Linked DNA regions of Gossypium hirsutum: region 1 is linked to region 2. A link is a contact called in public Hi-C data. All regions are on one chromosome and are shown on one strand. The core of a region is the stretch at or near the end of the contact, and the rest is flanking DNA. Distances in the headings are between cores, read along the strand shown. Region 1 has its middle 17 kb from the start of LOC107923560. Region 2 holds the start of LOC107923551 (lysophospholipid acyltransferase LPEAT2).

Region 1 (2,728 bases), core at 27-2,526, 37 kb after region 2:
AATCAGGTCCCAATCTAATAAGAAAGACTTAAACTACAAAACATACATGTAATCTATGGGACTTTTTGAAATGCACCTGAGCATAGCTAAGGGGTAAGTAGACACCCCTTATCAAATGAGCAAATTGTTTTAAAGATTAAAAGCTTCAATTTAATCTTTTTAATTCTTTTTAATAGAAAGTTTTAACTTTTTTATCTCCTTAATTTTTATAATCTTATCTCAATAATAAAATAAAATTTTTATCTTTACCCTTACTCGACAGGAAAACTAACCTATACTCCTGAACTCTTATTCCATTGAGAAAGGATTGTATGAAACTGTGATTTCACGTCATCCCTATTACTTTCTAATAAAAGAATGACAAATCAAAATTTTCCTTTTGATATTCAGTTTTTTTCTTAAAAAAAATCAAATCTAACTAAAAATGATAAAAAGAAAAAGAAAAAAAAATCTAATTTATCATTTTCCTATTAAAAAAGAATAAAGATGACGTGAAAACATATTTGATAGAATCGATTCTCCATTCGTTTTATGGCTCTCGATTTATCGAGTGAATCTTCATCAATCATTCAACACTTTTTGAAGCGGAAAAGAGTGGAAATTAAGAAAAGAATACCATTAAAAGCCTAAAAACAAGATGCAATTATCCTGGTTGATGCCATTGTATATATTATGTATATCAGATCTAAACACTGACAGATACACGTGCAGCTATTTACAATAATATGATTTGCCATGAAGTTGTGAGAATCTTCAACTCTTAAAATACATTTTGTCTAAAGAGTATTTAATGTATAGTAACACAAGTTCAAAGAATCCCATTACTTCATGCAACCATCTCATATTAAATTAGTTAGATTCATTTACTATTTTTGTGAAAAATGATGGGAAAACATGCATATACCAAAATCATGTAAGTGAAAATAAGGTTAATTAAAATTTAAATTAATTCAAGTTTTATCGATTGAGTTTTAATTCGATTGATATTTGTATTGTTGTTAATATAGGAGACATAGGTTCGAGTGCGCTGAAACATATTATCTTCCTAATTATAGATTAAGAGAGATTATAAATAATTCTAGACATTGTATTAAAAAAATCAGATGAGTTAATATTGGTTTCTTAAAAGTACATTCAAAGTTGTTGTACAAAACCCAAACAAGTTGGGTCAGAAACTGAGTTACAAGGCGAGTTTCATTGGATTAAACAGACCCAAACGAGTTGCTGAGTTATTTTTTGGATCCCCAGTTTGGGTGTCTTGGAAAAATCCGATTTAGAAGCCCAATAGAAACGAGTTGGTACTAGTTGCTTGGGTTCCTAGTTAAGAGAGTAATATTATGTCTGTGTGCTACTACTATTTATAATTGGACATGTAGTTTTAACATATTATTTATTTTTTTGAAACTTAATCTATTTTTTAAAAATGTTAAAGTTCAGGTTGATTGTTAACTCCAATTAAACTTAACCCCAAAAAATAATTGTGCTAACAATTAAGTTTGTATTTTTAATTTCGAAAGTAAAGAGAATTCTTTAAAATTAAAGTAAGGAAAACTAAATTTTGAATGTACGAAAAGTGTTTTGAAACTTATAGCATATTTTAACCCATATTATTAATGGTACATTATTGCTAATCTACTATAAATGAGAAAATGTTAAAAAAGATTGGCCTTGGGGAAGCTATAAACTTATTAATGGGTTAGATAAGTCGCTCAACTTGAGTTTGGAAAAAAAATAATTTGTATTGGAGTTAATTCGATTTGATTTGAATCTGAATAAAATTGTTGACACATGGTATCAACAGAGTTGGAGAAGGAGGTGAAGGAGAGGGGATGGTGCTGAGGAAGGCTGGTTCACCCATTCTAGGGCCGAGAGTCAAAAAAGTAGAAAGACTCAGGTAGAGGAGAATGTGTGCTTAGTGTATTAGGGTTTTGAGAGAGGAGAAGTGATACATACATGGATGAGGTGAAATTTATTAAATTCAATTCACCAAGTTTGGAAAATCAGTTAACTTGCGACGATTTTTGGATGGGACCGAAACATTTTTGGATTGAGATGTATAAAGTTTAAAGAGCTATCTCTTAGCTTTAAAACACACATTTAATAACTTGATTTCAAGTCCGAGAGCTCAAGTTATGATTGTTTTAGTGAAGACTGGGCGAACAAAATTTATGGACAAGATTACTCTAGGAATTTATGAGTTTTGAGCTTTAATTCGTGTTTAAATCATATTAAATTTTTAATTTTAAAGTTAAAATTTTAATTATATATTAGCCCAATATTACCCTTTTACAATATTTCATATATGGGGCCTCTTGGCTACCATTAATTATGGCAAAATATCTTTTGTTTGTGGTTGTTGTTGAAAAAATTATAGTATTATACTTTTGATAATTACGTATTTATGGTGATTGAGAAGAAAAGAATCCCAATTGTGTTTCTACGTAAGTTCAAATTTTCTTTTCTCATTTTTCGTGTTATATAAGGACTTAGAACCAATCAACTTCTTTATGCCCTCCACTTTCAATATTGTTGAATATTTTGGTGAGGAAAGACAAAAGGTATCAAAACAAGAATCAAGTCAGGCTAAAATTTTTTATTATTTTAATAGTCTATATTTTTATAATTTTTAAAGAATTAAATAAAATTTTTGATCAATTTTTAAAAAATCAAAGTATAATTTTATCATTATTAATTTAAAATTTAATAAATTATAAAAAATTTTTATTTT
Region 2 (2,775 bases), core at 143-2,642:
GCCTTCAAAGTGTTGTCTTCCAAGTAGCTGACCCAGACCCCAACAACCGAAAGTATTGCCCCCGTGTTGAGGTTCTGTCTCCAGCCTTCATGGAGAGCCGTGTATGGTTCACGGTAGAAGCCTTGTGGTTGGTGGAGATAGGTACCTGCAAGGCTTGGGAGAGGTGTCAGTATTGGACGTCTGAATAATAACGGAGGTACCTGGGCCCCCTGCAACTCGAACTACCAACCAAGGCTTGGTTGGTGGTTCAAGTCGTCCCGTGATCAAGTACTTCCCCACGCCCTATACTGACATTTCTCCCGAGTTTGCAAGGATCTATCTCCACCAATCAAGGCACCCCCTACGTGATCCTTACACGGATCTCCGCGGAGACTGATGACAGAACCTCAACACGGGGACAATACTTTTGATTGTTAGGGGTCCCGGTCGACTGCCTGAAAGACGACACTCAAAGTCGTCCCCGAAAGAACCGATCCATACTCAACAACAATTAAGATTATTGGTTACCTGCATTGCTCTAATAATAGTTCCAACAAAAGGCATTGAATCATGTGACTCTGAAGCAACAATTGTAGGAAACAATTCGTAGAAATAAAATATAGGTTCAATATATGATACATGATTAGATACAACAATTGGAGCAATCTCTCTTGGAGCTGGTTTCCCTTTTCTTCTAATCCATTGGTAACTACAAAAACATATTAACAAAGCTCAAATCTTTGAACTAAAAAGTTTCACTCAAATGAATAAAGTTTGAATCTTTAAAACTTACCCAAAAGAGAAAAGTATAATCCGAGCACAAATTCTAGTGACCCACATGATTCTACACCGCCATTTAGGCATTGGGTTTTGTTTATCTTTCCACCCTTCTAATGCTATCCTAGTAGCAATATACCCTACAGCCAAACATGCCCCAAACAAGACCAATCTCAGTAACATTATCGGCAAACACAGTACGATCTTTACTGCCTCGTAAACCCCAGAAATAAACGGCGTTCCGTTTCGAAACGGGTCGACGGTTGTCGGTGCCGGAACAGAGTGTCCATCCGACCCGAGAAAAGCGTAGGGGTTGGGAGAAGTGAGGGTGGTTTTCTCCTCGTTGTGCGTTTGGAGGGGAGGTTGATGATTGGACGGAAATTGATCGGAGGGTTCGGAATCTTCATCGACAGCGAGGACGGTTTGGGGTTGATCGGAAAATCGGGGGGAAAGGAGAGGTGAAGTAAGATCATGTTCCGCCATTTTTGATGAATCAAAAATGAAGAAAATCAGTGCAAAAAAATGGTTTTCTGAGATTAGAAATGTGAGACTGAAAAGAAGAAACTTGAATGAATGAAGTAAAAAGAGTTTGGTTTTTGTATGGTGGAGTTGAATTTGTTTGGTTTCAGACCAAAAACTGACGATAGTGGCGGTGTTGTGTTCTTACATTTTTGTTGCCACGTGCTTTGCATGTGGACTAATTATTTTTCTTACATTTGTTAATGTTTTAATATTTTTGGGTAAACTACATTACTAGTCACACAATTATATTCATTTTTCCTTTTTGATCATTCAACTATAAAAAATTACAAAAGAATCATCTAATTATTCAATTTTATCTTTTTTGGTCCTCAACTAACTAAAATAAAAATAGGAATACCCAAAAATTCAAGATAAATGGATAACCCAAAAAGACAAAATTGAATAGTTGAGTGCCAATATTATAACTTTTCATAGTTGAATGACCACTTTATAACGTTTCACAACTGAATGGTAAAAGAAAAACATAGGTAAGCGGTTATTAATGTACTTTTTGTCCTGTTTTAGTACTTTAATTATTATTTTTATCACATTTTAACTCGACACCCAATGAAAATGTATCATGTACTCAATCGCAATTTTACTTTTAGGTAATCTCAAAAAAAAATCATGTATCAAAATGAAAAAATGGATATATTCAAAGGCTCAAGCAGAAATTAATTATTTAAAGGATTATTTCTTCTTTTTCTTATCTTAAATAGCTTTTTAATCAGGGTTTTGGTATGTTCTTTTGTCATTACCTTTTTGTTTGAATGATTCACATTTTGGAATTAAATTAATCCCAAAAAGGATGATAGAAGATAAAAATAATGGTTTTAATTTATTTTCAGATCTTATTATATTATCAATCTTTAAAATATATTATCCAACTTAAAATAAATCTAAAAATAACTTGAATTTGAGTGTATCGAAGCGCATTATTCTCCTAACAAAATTTTTTAAAAAAAATTAATATCGTAACACCGATAATACATATTTTTTTTAAAAAAAACCCTTAAATAAATTGTTATGATTCTTATAAATAGATTCGATTAATTTTATTTTATTTTAGATCCACTTAATTTTTTTAATTTAATCTTAATTATAAAATATCATTAGAAATCAATGTACCAAAATTGTTAATATTAAAAGGACCATCAAAGGTCCTTATTATATATGTCTAGCTAAATAAGAAAAAGAATTGTTAAAAAATTAAAACGAAAAATTATTTTAGGGGCCAAATATAAAATTCTAAAAAAATTAGGATGCAAGATATAATTTTACCTTTTTTGAGAATAAATATAAATTTACTTTTATTTCCAAATAAATATACTACATAGATTATTGGATCCACCCCTACCCCACTCTTAAATTATTCATAAAAAGAAAAACCAATAAATACTTTTTTTTATTCTTATTAATTCTTAAGGCTTAAGGTTTGATATAAATCTAGAAATTTTTGAGTTTCATCAACAATGAGTCAACATTTAATACCAAAAG

The links. A called contact is a pair of places that touch in the nucleus more often than the background predicts.
Region 1: a Hi-C map of fibers shows a contact between it and region 2, with 1.6 times the contacts expected there. The contact joins the enhancer-like site here to the promoter of LOC107923551 in region 2. A contact is called at or near these places in 6 of 34 Hi-C or Micro-C datasets (fibers and leaf).

What each region holds. Positions count from the first base shown.
Region 1 is chrA12:79,236,770-79,239,497 of Gossypium_hirsutum_v2.1, forward strand. No RefSeq gene overlaps it. Among protein-coding and RNA genes, the nearest start is that of LOC107923560, 17 kb to the right of the region's middle. Within about 2 kb of position 1,277, at least 2 of the 9 cell types and tissues checked have an H3K27ac peak or open chromatin away from gene starts, as enhancers often do. A contact at or near this core is called in fibers and leaf, where this site is marked.
Region 2 is chrA12:79,199,415-79,202,189 of Gossypium_hirsutum_v2.1, forward strand. LOC107923551 (lysophospholipid acyltransferase LPEAT2) reads right to left here and starts at 1,393. Exons shown (of 14, transcript XM_041082766.1): 1 at 773-1,393; 2 at 508-688. The coding sequence starts at 1,239.